3 separate regions of the Mus musculus genome follow, and all the other regions are linked to region 3. Evidence: chromatin contacts called from public Hi-C and promoter capture Hi-C data. All regions are on one chromosome and are shown on one strand. The core of a region is the stretch at or near the end of the contact, and the rest is flanking DNA. Distances in the headings are between cores, read along the strand shown.

Evidence for each region. A called contact is a pair of places that touch in the nucleus more often than the background predicts. Capture Hi-C pulls out chosen DNA fragments and counts their contacts.
Region 1: a promoter capture Hi-C map of adipose tissue shows a contact between it and region 3. The contact joins the promoter of Cpz here to the promoter of Ablim2 in region 3. A contact is called at or near these places in 1 of 15 datasets of contacts at CTCF or cohesin (pro-B cells), 5 of 484 Hi-C or Micro-C datasets (the HL-1 cell line, the N1E-115 cell line, bone marrow-derived macrophages and 1 more) and 1 of 9 other capture datasets (adipose tissue).
Region 2: a contact with region 3 is called in a Hi-C map of cumulus cells, with 2.8 times the contacts expected there. The contact joins the enhancer-like site here to the promoter of Ablim2 in region 3. A contact is called at or near these places in 1 of 484 Hi-C or Micro-C datasets (cumulus cells) and 2 of 115 datasets of contacts at active chromatin or transcription factors (embryonic stem cells and extraembryonic endoderm stem cells).

The regions. Positions count from the first base shown.
Region 1 is chr5:35,522,994-35,527,612 of GRCm38.p6, reverse strand. It overlaps Cpz (carboxypeptidase Z), which reads left to right and starts at 1,987. Exons shown (of 11, transcript NM_153107.2): 1 at 1,987-2,180. The coding sequence starts at 2,078.
Region 2 is chr5:35,951,941-35,956,271 of GRCm38.p6, reverse strand. The region is part of intron 6 of Afap1 (actin filament associated protein 1); the gene reads right to left. Among named protein-coding and RNA genes, the nearest start is that of Afap1, 61 kb to the right of the region's middle. Within about 2 kb of position 2,066, at least 40 of the 459 cell types and tissues checked have an H3K27ac peak or open chromatin away from gene starts, as enhancers often do.
Region 3 is chr5:35,755,493-35,760,078 of GRCm38.p6, reverse strand. It overlaps Ablim2 (actin-binding LIM protein 2), which reads right to left and starts at 2,199. Exons shown (of 22, transcript NM_001177696.1): 1 at 2,019-2,199. The coding sequence starts at 2,028.

The DNA.
Region 1 (4,619 bases), core at 738-3,237, 230 kb after region 3:
CACTGCCAGCTGGACTCAGAGATGAGGGCCTTAGCCAGGAGCCCCTCCAAAGGGAAGGTCAAAGGTAGGAGCTTGGGAGGCTAGTGGGCAGACATAAGTTGCCGCAGACCCTCAGGGTCCCTTTGTCTGCGTGGAATGGGTCTCTGGGCAAAGCATCGGTAGAGTGACAGACAGACCAACATGAGAGATTGTGTAGAATCTGAATGTATTCTCACAAAGTGAACATCAGTCTTATATAGTACAGAAAATACAAGGGGTCAGAAGTCACAGCAGGCAAGGTACATTGAAGTTACCTGATACAAAACAAAGGAATGACTACAAAGGGACTTACAGGAACCAGGTAAATGTTTACAGTAAAGATAAAGCAGTCCTGCCTAGGGTCGCTTAGTGACAGGTAAGGATTTCACATTCTAGTGTTATACCTTTGAACCTTGTGAAGGCTAGCACCAGGGGGTACTGCTCTTGGCAGACCTCAAGAATAATGCAATATCACAACCCCCCTAATTCCTAGGCCTTGCTAAATTCTTATATGAGTGTAACTTTTAAGTAACTGGAGAATCTTCATTTGTCAGGAGAATTCACCAACTTGCTTCTAATATGCAATGTAGCCTGTACTAAAGATTTCTATCTCAGTGGGATTCCCTGGCTCTTTTATGGTTAAAAGAGAACTCATAGTTCCATACACCAGACTAACGCGGGAATAGAGTATGAGTATGTGGGTAAATGATAACACCAAAACTCCAGGAGGTGAGTTTCTATGAAACTCTTTGCCTCATGAGTGGCTTTAGGCTTCTCAGCCTGTCAAGCGGACTGGACTGGAGGGTGTGACAATAAGTGCCCTTGCAAGGGAAAAGCTGAGCTGAGGTGGGTATGGCCCTGCTACCTTGAAGGGCTCTGACTTGAAGAGCTATGGAAGTGGACTGTGCACCCTGTGAGTAGGAGGATCTCATTCAGTGACAGACTATAACCTTTCACCCAAGGCTAAGTGGCTTGTCCACAGCCTCCAGCTATCCAGGACAGTTGATAAAGGATGCCCATGAAGGCATATGGCCCCAAATGTCATCTGGGCCAAATACTTCTACTAAGTGCTACCTTGGTGTCCCACAGGTATTGTCCCCAAGCTTGTGACATGTGCACACTGACTGGACCATAGCAGTGGGGCAGTGAGAAGGGGCTGGCAGGCAGATTTGCACAGAGCTAGACATCTGTGTCAGGGTCTGTCCTGCACCAAATGGTAAGGCCTAGAAGGAGAGCACACAGAGCTCCTGGCCATCTTTCCTTGGGTGCTGGCAGCCTTAGCGATCTACCCAGTGAGTTCTAAGTGGGGGAAGGCGAGGGCTGGGGACCAGCTGTATAGGAGTCTCTAGAGTTTGGTCACCAGTGGGCTGTTGCCTCCCCACCTCATGACATTGCCTTCAGGCCACCTTCTGGGGTAGATGCACAATCCTTCAGGAAGGTCCTCTGAGCTAGGTCCCTGCTGGGTCCTGCAAGTGGTGGAATCAAAGTTCGGGGGACTTTTCTGGAACACAGCCCCACACAGAGGATCAGAGCACTGACAGCATCAAGGCAGGGGTGCGATGGTACCAGCACCTTGGCTCCACACGCAGCTTCCCTGGGAGAGAATCCACACAGGGGACAGGCATGAGAGACCCAGTCAACCTCATTTAGCTGGCTCTGACCAAGGCCTGGCTCACTTCCAGCTGGGGTCAGCTCTGGGCCAGGACCCATCTCTACTTCTGATGCTGTCTCCACCCGCCCACAAATCAAAGTCTTTAGGCCAAATCAGCAAGCATTTGACGACTAGCTCCCCAGAGCCTCCCATAAGAGGGCAAGTCCCTTTCTTTAGGAGGCGGAGTTCCTGGAGGGTTAGGGGGCAGGTTGGCTTTTATCTGCCTTTCCTCCTCCTCCCCGTTAGAATCCCTTCTCCAGTGTCTGGCGCTGCCGGTTGTAACCCGACTCCTGAGCCCGCTCCTCACCCCTCCCCCCCTCCTCAGCCGAAGGGCCCAGCAGCGCCTCTCGCGCTCCCCGAGTGCCACATCACTGCGCCCTCCCGCGCATCCGTGCATCTGTGCCCACCATGCCGACAATGCCGCTGCTGCTGGCCGCGCTGGCTGCGCTGGCCGTGCTGGCCCTTGCCGCGCGCCCCAGCCCCAGCTGCTCGCCTGGACCCGACCCCTCCGGTAGGGTCCCAGCCGCCCCTGTGGGTAGATTTAGATACCCCTTTCTCCAGCCACCTGGGAACTTTTCTCTCCTTGTAGGTCGCATTCTGTCACCTGGGTAGAATATCCTGAAGGTGCCACATTGAGACCTTAGCCAGTACAGAAAACTTTGCTGGGGCACTGAGCTGTCTCAGCATCTGAGCCAGAGACCCCGGGGGAGACGGTTCGGCTGCAGGCATCCAGCACCGCCACGGCAGAGCAGGCACCTGGCCTGGTGGGATCCGAAAGTAGGTCAGAGTGAGCAGGTGCCAGGACTTCAGGACAAGGCGGTCTGAGTCCCCTGTCCTTCCAGGAATGGGTAGGTGCTGGCCACAGCAGACTCCTGACTTCAAAACTCCTGGCTGCAATGAGGATAACTTTTTATTTCCGGAAGTAGCCCTGAGAAGGGTGGAATGTTTCGGCAGGGATAGGACAGGGAGAAGGAGGGACACCCAGGGATCACAACGGAGGGTCCTGAGGATGGGTTTGGAGTTCTGGACTCCGTTCTGGTGCCTCTGCCCCTCCAGAAGTTGGGCTCCAGTTTCCCTCTTATTTGGTTGGGGATACATTTAGTTCACATCCTTTATGTCTTTATCAACAACAGCCACCTGAGTCTAGTCGGAGCCCCTAGGGTCTTTGGAGCCCATGGTATCAGCTGTAGAATTTTAAGAGCTAAGATTTGTGGTCACCTGAGAGGCTGTCTGCTCCAGCTACACAATGCCTCTTTTCTTTGCCCTCAGCCTGGGGCTTCCTCCCTACCCTTGGCCTCCCCCAGCCCTCTATCCATCCTCCTGTAGGATAGACAAGTAAAATACAGGTCAGTGGGCAAGTGTGTACATGTGCAAGCATGTTTGGGCCTGTGTGCAGAGCATGGCTGTGGAGCGCTGCTAGAACTTTCAGTGGAGGGCCTTTCTCTGAACCTTTGGTATCCCAGAAAATGCATAGATTCAAAACCTGCTACAGGAAGCCTTTCCTGGCCTGCTCCGCACCAGGAGTACTAGCCCCAGCCCAAGGCTGCCTTACAGACACCCATTTCCTCACTGAGACAGGACACGCAGGTGAGCTCTGTCCCTGCCTGGGCTGAGAACCACGACACATCAGGGAATATTTCTGGAGGGAGGGACAACTTTGGGTCCAGTCTTCCTCTATAGGCACATGCATGGAAGTTTAGAAGGCTTTCAGATCTGGAAATTTCTGGGTCAGCCCGGCAACTTCCACCCAGGCTGCACGTCTAAAGGTGGCCACACACCCCACCTTCTCCCTATCTCTATGTCCCAGGGGCTTGGAGCAAGCCTGGTGGACACCTCTCAGCTCAGTCGTTTCACTGATGGAGGACTCTTCATTGAGCCTGAGTCTGGGTTCACAGCCTGAGTCCTTTACTCTGCCGTGATTGGGGGCAGGCATCCTGCTCTATCCCAGGGCGCTCTGACCACTCTGCCGGGCAGTTGAAAAGGGAATGCTGGACTAAGAGCAGCTTCTGTCCCTGCCTTGAAGAAATGCTGCCACCTTGTGGGTGATGTTGGTAAGCCATGTGGACCGCTAAGAAGGAAAGAGAATAATAATGTAAAAAAATCCAATTATCTGAAAGATTACCTCAATATTTCCTCATTGGCATACAATTATGACTGGAATATGATCTAGGTTGCTTTCTATTGCTGTTGTAAGTCACCTCAACCAAAAGCAACTTGGGGTCTGTTTGGCTTACACCTCCTGAGGGACATTAAGGCAGAAACCTAGAGTCAGGAGCTGATGCAGAGACCACAGAGGCATGCTGCTTACTGGCTGGCTTCCCATGGCTTCCTTAGCTTATTGCTTACACACGCCAGGCCCACTCGCCTAGGGTGGCACCGTCCCCAGTTGCCAAACCCTCCACATCAATCATTGACTAAGAAAATCGTCACATTGCCTACGGGCAATCTGATGGGGGCCATCCCTCCCTCAGTTGAGGTTCTCTCTCCCCAGCTTGGGTAAACTTGATCAACAAAACAAAACATGATATCACAGAACAAGTCGCCTTCTTTTAAAACCACTAAGTCTGAATTTTATTGTGGATCTTTCCACTTACAGTGGCGGCTGGTTTCTACTTTCTGGTCTTGGGCCCTGGACACCCACATTCAGTGTGTGGCTATCAGACAGGATGGAGTGGCTTTAGAGTCTGCAGCAGGCTCTATATATTCTAAGGAGCTGTAGGTTCAGGCATCTGGAGTTTTTCAGGATGTGTTGTGGGCGGCAGGAGGTGAGCGGGCAGTGGTGATGAGCCACAGTGTCTATGGCTATGACACAACGATGGCAAGATGGAGCGCCTTTGAGTAAGTAGCTCCATCCTTTGCTCTGTGCATGAACATCAAAGGCCTGGAGAGACTCGCCCAGCTGGGGGAGGTGCTGTTTCATTCTTTAGATGGCTGTGTAATCCCTTAGGCA
Region 2 (4,331 bases), core at 817-3,316, 200 kb before region 3:
ACAGACTGATGGGATTTCAGACAGACATGATGACAAAGGACAACCAGAAAGTTCTAGAATGGAAACCAAGATTAAAGTGCACATGAGGGCACGCTGGACCAGAGCTCCCAAAGTGGAGAGGACACGCCACAAAGAGCATGCAGCCAGAGGGCCACAGGGGTGAAGAGCTGGCCCAAGTGCTTCAAGCCAACGAAAGACAGCGTCTTTTGGATAGATGGCATTGGATAGATGACAGACAAAGACCAAGAAGGCTGCCCCCTCTGCACCAGTACTGCACCATCATCCGCTGGAAGCCACTTAAACATTCCAGTGACAGTGACACCAAACCCGAGAACCATGGCGGTGGGCAGGCCTGGCTTCTCAGAAAGCAGAGTAAGATGGTGGTTCTACACTTCCTGGAAGTCCATTTTCAGAAGGCCTGTGCTAGAGGAAATGGGCTTTCAATTTTTTCTATTTAATTTTAAAAAAAGACTTAGTTTATCTTACTTGTATGTATTGTGTGTGCCTGTGTGTGTGTATGCATGTGAGTGCAGAGGTCTGTGGAGGTCAAAGGTGTCATTTCCCAATGGAGCTGGAGTTACAGGCAGCTGTGAGCCACGTATATAGGTGCTTCCAGCTGAACCTGGGTCCTCTGCCAGAGCAGCGTACACGCCTAACCGAGCCATCTCTCCAGCCCCTCCCCTGTTAAAACAACAAAACACCCACTTCTATGATGTAAAAGGAAATGAAGGATGGAGGCTCATACCCATCATCCCATCCCCCTCCGCTTCTCCTTGTCCCTTCAAGAGAATCAGGAGTTCGTGGTTCTAGACACCAAAACAGAAGTTCCCTGAGCAGGGAGAGTTAGCAAGGGCATGTCTCAATCCTATCAGCATAGGGCAGCATTTAGAAAAATACAAAGCAAAAATAAATAAATAAATAAAGTCTTTCAGGTTCCCAACAAATACGAATGATTCAGAGTCGTGTTTTTAAAACCTCCAGCCCCTCTGCAGCTCGGCAGGGAAAAGCACCCACTGTACAGACCTGACAAACTGGGTTCAAGCCCAGGGTCCCACAGTGGAAGAAGAGAAATTACGTTGTCCTCTGCCCTTCAGCATGCCCACCACCACATATGAACACACACAATATAATAATAATAATTACAATAGTTAAAATCACGGTTCTGATAAAGTAACTTGTCCAGTGGTGGATGTGGAAGGAGCTAGACTATCTTAGGCTCTGCTAGGCTGAGACAATTAGGATCCTATGGCTGATACCTTTTTGTCATTGACTCATTAGCATATATTAATGTTAATGATACACAATAGATTTCTTAGTGAGCGCGTGTCACACATGTAGATAATTTTTGCCATAGTCACCCTGTTGCCTCCTCTTCCCCTCCCCAGCTGGCCCTTCTCTTCCTAACTTGCCCCACATCTGTTTTTTACCTTGGGACCTAGTGAGTTTTATCAGGGTTAGTTACAGAAGCTTGCATAGTGACTCACAGGCGCAGAGGCATGGGACCAGTGGCTCATCACTGAAGAAAATGTCCCTCCCTCCTGGGGCAACCATTAACTGCTTAAAGATCCTCAGAAAAAAAAGAGTTCGGTACCACACCCTTCCCATGGGCAGACCTTAACTATAATCCCTCAAGGGGGAGTGGGGCCTTGTGAGCCCCCCACCCTACTTCTGGATTATCCAGTCTTCCCACCCACTCCTCCACAATGCTCCCTGAGTTTGGGGGGAGCACTCCTTAGGGCTGAGTGCTGGGTAATCATTTTGACTTTCATGGGTAGACCTCCTCAAGCTCTGCTACTGCAGGAGTAAAAGAGCAAACATTAAAACAGAGCAATCAATTCAAACTCCTCAGAAAAAGATCTCTCTCGCCTGGTATCATTTACATCCCTTGTAAGAAATACACTAAAATTAAACTCCTCGCAATTAACTACCATTCATGAGTGGAGTCGTCATGCTGTAATTAGCTAAGCGCCTCTGTTTGCAAGTAGCTCGCACAGGGGGGAGGGAGGATATGAGGTCATTTCAGTCCATCAGCATCTTGAAACGTGTTGTTTCTCTGGTCTGTTCGCCAGCTGCTCAAGGCCTCGGAGTGACTTCATGTCAGATGTGAAGCAGTTAGAAGGGAGCTGGGAGTTTAGCACGCTGCAGACCAGAGGGTGAGCGGGAGCCACCATGGTTCAAGCCATTCCTACCCAGCGCTCCTTAAGGAACAGAGAACACCAAGCATGGAAGGAGAGTCCAGGCAGCCAGGAGAGGAACCCAGAGAAAGAAAGAGCCACCAGGAAGGCCGCCCACTGCACAACTGCCCCCTCTCTCCTTTAGTGAACGGACAGGCTAAGACCACAGGAGGGGGTAGAGGGAGCGATGAGGCGGACTGGGGAGCATGATACGAGGTTCACAAAGAACCAATAAAAAGGTTTTAAAAATTAGTTTTAAAAAACAAATTACAGGAGGAAGGATAAAAAGAGGGAAGGGCCAGCTGTCCATCACTCAAAAGCGAAGCCTCCATCAAGCCAGAAAACCGACCTTGATGCCTAGATGGACCACGGTAGATCATCACAATGAGCTACACAATGGCCTAAGACTCGACCTCTTGGGCATCAAATGAAACTACAAGCAGTGTCAGGATGAGGAAGCACGAGTGTCTGGGGTGAGAAGGGTGAGGACCCACATAAAAAAAGCTGGGTGCAACATCGTGTGCTTGTAACCCCAGCTCTGGGGAGGCAGTGAGATGGATCCCTGAGGCTCACTGGCCAGCCAGCCTAACTATCTCTGTGAGCTAGGGCAGTGGCAAGGAGGAGGCCCTGTCTCAGAAAAGTGAGGCAGATGGCACCTGAGGAACAGGAACAGCATCTGAGATTGTCCTCTGCTGCCGCCATATGTGTGTGCATTTCTCTCTCTCTCTCTCTCTCTCTCTCTCTCTCTCTCTCTCTCTCTCTCTTCTCTTCTCTTCTCTCCCTCCCTCCCTGTCTCTGTGTATATCTCTCTCACACATACAGGCACACACACACATGCACACGCACACGCACATGCACATACACAGAGGCAGCATGAGTCAATCAGACGCCCATGCCTCTGTAAACCTCAAAGGCTCTGGAGGGCCTGCATTGATATGGATCAGCCTGCAGCACAGTGAGGCTCTCCTTCTCACAAACTCCCAGAAGAGATTCCGGAGCCTGAGGCTTACATGGGAGGAACCCAGAAAAAAAATCCTCCCCAGCCTGAATGTCACAATTTCAGGCAAGCCACAGGCCACTGCTGACACCACAGCCGCTGCTGACAGAGTGGAACAGGCCACCTCTGTGTGGTTCTCTGGGCGGCCCACAAAGCATCATTGTGGGCCTGGAGTCTGACTGTGTGCTCCTGGGGGCCATGGGGAATCGAGGTTCACGGTTCCCCAGATACAGTGGATGACAGTTCACCTTGCCAGATTTTACAATCAGCTGGGACACAACTGTGGGCATCTGTGTGGGATGTTTCCAGAGAGGCTTAGCTGAAGAGGGGGGACTCACTCTAAATGTGCTGAAGGCCTGGCTGATGAAGCAGAAGTGGACTGAGCTCCAACCAACACACCTCTTTGCTTCCTGGCTACAGGCGCACCTCATGCCCATCGCCCCACCCTCACCACCAAGGAGAATTTCAAACAGTGAGCTGAGACAGGCCCTTCCTTCCCTAAGTCCCTTTGGCCAGGTTGTTTTGTTACAGCAGTGAAGGAGTGGCCCATAAACTGCAAGTCACAGACACCATGGTCATAGATGCCCAAGTAGATGGCATCTTCTTCCAGCCCTGCCCTCACTGCAGGACGTCGTGAACTAAAACCTTGGGAAGATGAGCAGACACCACGCACAGCTTCTTCCAAAAGGCAGGAGGAGCAGCTATAGTTACAGAATTACTTCCAAGAGCCGTGGAAACCCAAAAGCATCATAGAATTGTATTTGTGGTTATGTGAGCTATACCCAATATTGTTGCTGTAAGAATTATTTCAATGTATTTTCTTTCCAAATACCATGACCAGCATGGGTGTCGAACAAACACAATAGACAAGAGAGTAAGTTCCAAGCTCCAGCAAAACTCAGGGTCAGAGCCACCATGCTCTTCCTGTTCAGGTCAAAATCAGGGTCAGAGTCACCATACCTGTCCTGTTCAGAGGTAAAAGCTAGACCAGTATTTTATGAGAAATTTAAACCTGTAAAAGAGACAATTCCAGATTAAAAAAGAAACATCTAGAAATTCTAGGGCTTAAAACTATGGGCCCCTCAGCTCCAACACAGTCACAGTAGGAGGTCCAACACTTGAGCTGTGATGAGGTCACAGGGTAGAGCCCTACTGTCTGC
Region 3 (4,586 bases), core at 950-3,449:
GCCACAGCCAGGGTGGCATTCACAGGCCTCTGTGCCACACCTGAACTAGCATGGGGCAGCACTGTGCTGTCACACCCCAGCAGCACCCACTCTGTCCCCACCACAATTGGGAAGGAACTTCTAGCCGAGGACATAGTACAGGTTGCCAGGGGCTCCCATCACTTGCCCATCTGGACCAGTATCACTCCCTGACACTCATCCATGCCAGGTTCCAGAATGGTGCCAGTCATCCCAGGGGTGGCACAGTGGAATCTTTCCCTGTTGACAATGAAAGCCCTGACCTGCCATATGTACACAGCAGCCACACTGGGACCCATGTGTCTCTTCCCGCTCTCCTCTGTCGATGAGGGTGAATCTCTGTTGTGCATGCATTAGGCTGGCCAAAGCTAAGCCATGATCCACAGGTGGGCCAGACAACACTTGTGCTCCATTTCCAAATGGAGCCCAGAGCACCCAGCAATGGCAATGACCATCCACACTCCTGAGGGGCTGCTGCATGTGGGGTTTTCCTGCTTAGAGGGGAACCGAAGTTCCAGGTGAGCAGGCCAAAACTGGGAAGGTGTCCCAGTGCAAAGACCATCAGACACGCCATGGTTCAAACCCCAGTCTCCTTGCCATAACAATCCCAGCCCTCCTCCCCTGGGGACAAACACTACAAATACAAATGCAAAGTGTGGGCACCTGTGCTCCCTCTGAGGGCCCCTGATTACAGGAGACACAGAGGTATCAATTATGTCCTGAAAGCATGAAATTAACCCGCACACACCCAGCCATTATCCCCACCGCCATCAGATAAATGTCTGGAGGTCCTGCCAAGTCTGAGGATGCCCTCTCCTTACACCCACATCTCAGGAGGGATCCCGCCTCCCATACCACTTGCTCTCAGTTACTCTCAACATCCATGGTAGAAGCCCCTCCTTCCTTAGCTAGGAGGGAGAGGGGACAGTCCCCTGGGAGGAGGTACTTCAGGCTAGGAGCCTACAGTGAGCTGTTTCCAAGCTCATTCCCTCCCTGTCCACTTTCTCCTAGAGGAAGCTGCTGTACCCATTGGTTTATGCAATGTAGCCAAGGGCCACACTGCTGCTAGTAGTAACTTTGGCTTGGGGGTTAGGGGGAGTATGCTGGAGTCAGGGAACCTTGAGTTCAAATCCCTATCACTTGTCAGAGCTCAAGTCATTGAAGTCTGGTCATCCCATGGCTCCTGAAAATGGAGGCCAACCCCTCTCTCTTGAGGAATGAAAGGATCAGCCCTCCCTGCAAGCGGAACTCTTGAGGCTGTCAGATGGGTGCATTCTGAGATGATGTACAGATGCTTCCTGAGCCAAGGCCTCCCAGCTCTAGATCTCAGTTTCCTTCTGAGCACAGGCGCTGCTGGGTTGCAGGGACGTGGGATTTTCCAGCATCACACAGAGGCGGTCAGATCCCTGTGGGTGGGTGCGGCGAGAGAGGTAGGGCTGAGACGCTCAGAACTGAAGGGCTATAATGACAACAGCGCACAGACAGCTCCGGGACTGACACACATACAGGCTCTAGCACTCAGATCTGCAACGGCGAACCTGGGGAGTTCAGGGTCTGCCAGACGCCACCACCCAGGCTCTGCGGGAACCGCGCAAGGGCGGAGTCCCCTGCTGCAAAGCTCCGCCTGTCATCACACCTCTCTCTACGGTTAGGACTGCGGCGACCCAGAGCCCCTTTCCGGGACCTGGATCCCTTTACTGAAGCAACCTGGGACCCCCACGAGAAGCAAGGAGTGACGCCCGCCAGACAGCCCTGCGCAGCCACCCTAGCTGGCACGGTGGGAAGAAATTCCGGCATATGCCGCTCCGCGCCCCCGGCTTAGAGACAGAGGCTGCAGGCCGGCCTTTCGGGGCTGCACACCCTGGAGAAAAAGTTGGGTGGAGCCGCTGGGCTCAGGAATTGGCTAGAGGAATTGGCTACGCACTGCAGGTGTATCCAGTCCTCGAGACCCTACTGAGGTTGCCGCTACGAACCCGCGGATTCCGGGTCGCAGCTCTCACCTGCGCTCATGTCAGCGGCAGCTCCCAGTAGGGTGGTCCCCGCGCTGCGACAGCCCGAGGACCGGGCGGGCAGGTGCGGCGCTGGCAGGATCCTCAGCACGCTTGAGGCCAGCGGCTCGGCGCACACAGTACCCGCTGCCCGCAGCGCCACCGCAGCTCGGGGCTCCCGCCCCGCCCCTTTGCCCCGCCCCTCAGCTAGGCCACGCCCCTTGTCGAGCCGCGGGAGGGTCGCATCCTGGGAAGTGTAGGCGCTGTGCCCCGGCTGCCCGCCTGCGCGCCACCGCAGTTGGACGTGCGGACTACAAATCCCGGCAGGCTGTGTGTTCCGCTCAGGCGCAGACTGGTGGTAGCGCAGGTACCCTCCTGCACCTGCTCCGAGAGCTCTGCAGAGCTGTCAACAGGGTCTAAGGGAGGCGTGTAGGACTGTAGCTCATCTCAGCACTGGACTCTCAAAGAAGGAGGCCCAAGGAAAAGCGATCTTGGAGCAACTCTACAAGAGTGATGGAAGGTCTCAGCAATAGACCTTCCCTTCCTTACCAATGCACAGAAAAGGGGAAACTGAAGCGGAGGGGGAGAAGCGGGATAGCGAAGCAGGAACAGGATTTAATCACACACACACACACACACACACACACACGGCGAAGTCTGGATTTAATCACACACACACACACACACACACACACACACACACACACACACACACACACACGGCGAAGTCTGAATGGGTTGGGATCCAGACGCAGGTGTCTGGACTCCAAAGATAGGCAGCCTCGCCTTATGCCCCAGACGCTCTCCCGGCTCGGCTGACGCTAGGCGGTGCACACTGAGGAGGCTCTGGCACATCCTGCCCTCTCACCATCCTGCCCATACGCTAATCGATTCCCTTGTGACGTCAGGCGTCCAGCGCAGGGCGTGGAAAAACAGACTGAAAGAAAAGCATAGGGAGGCGCAGGTGGATCCTGCCTCGTATCGGTGGTGACAACAGGTGGGCACAAGAGACTACAAGAAGACAGCCTAGAGAGATGAGGGAGCACGGATGCGCAGGGCCCAGAATGAGAACATACAGGATCTGCCACTGCATGAACAGGCACAGGCCAGGGACGTTTGGCCCAGGTCAGGGCTGTTCCATGTACTACTGAGGCAGAAGCAGAAATTCCTCCCCAGTGATCAGTATTGTCCATCTATTTCAAAGGGGACCAGGAGGCCAAAGGCTCTGGTAAAGAGGAGAAGCCCCGAGGAAACAGCACATTTCTTTACATCCTATAAACCAAGAGACTCTGCTGGCAGCTGTACTTCCAGTCTCAGATGCCCACAAAAGAACGGGCTGCCTCTGGGATCTCTTGCCCAGAAACCTTGCTAATGGAAACTAGTTTCTACATGCTCCAAAAATGTGTTTTGACTCCACCTGCCTCCATTGGTTAGACCTAAGGACAGTCCCTATCCTTTAGGATAGTTCTTAGGAGCCTGCAAGCTCATGCTTATGTGTCCTAGCAACCTCTGAGATCCTTGAGTATTCTGATATTATTTCATAGTGCTGTTCCAGTGCCTCCCACAGGCTTGCGACGGGCACTGGAGATATACTTACTGAAGAAACAGGGTGGGAAAGGCAGGACAGATATTGTCCAGCAGGTTGAGTCCTTTGAGAAGCTATTCATGTTTCCTGTCTCTCATCTGGGGCCAAAGTAGCAGCATGCCACCCCCACCCCTCCCCTCACACACGAAGGTGACACAGGCTGGTAAAGACACTGGTGGTGTTGGCTGTGATGCCTTCCACTCTGGTGGTGGCCACTGTCACACTTCTTGGCAGAGGCCTTGCAAGTCAGGCAGCCTGTGCTTGTAGACTGGTCTTGGAGCTCAGCATGCAGTGGCCTGTGACTTCTAGAGGAATTGACATGTCCCTCTGAGAAGACACTTTCCAACACACAGGGGCTGAATGACCCAGAACATTCTCTTACAAGGGCAGTATGAAGACCCGTAGGTCCTAATCCCGGTCACCCAGGAGGTTGATAACCAAGGCAGCGCTGATCCAGCTGCAGCTTTTCAATGCACAGAACTCTGCGGGGCTAGATCTGTCTTGTGGTAAATCAGTCTATTTGAATATATTAAGCCAGACCTTTGTTCTGAGTCTGCAGGGCTGTGACCTGTAGGTGACCTCAGCCACTTGCTTTCTCACGATGCCTCGGTTTCCACACCTTCCCAGTCACAATGAAATTCGGTGGGTTAAATTAGTAGTGCCAGGAACACTGTTCAAAGCTGCTAGCCTAGAGCCAATGCTGAATAAACAATAGTCAAGATGACAGTGGCTGTTGATGAAGGGGTAGATGTGAGCCATCACCCCCTTCAAAGCATAGCCCAGTCTCACTCCGATCCATTCATGACTGCGGTCAACAATGACTTAGGAAAACCAAGTCCAACCATTAAGTGTTGCAGTTTCACTGCTGCTGTTTGAGCAGCCTGCCTGTAGAGGGAGCCAGAGGCTTCAAAGAGAGCACCAAGGCTCATCCTTAAGAGCCAGACCAGGGTACTCTCACTGACCTCTGAGACTCGGAGGCAGAAGCTGATGAAATG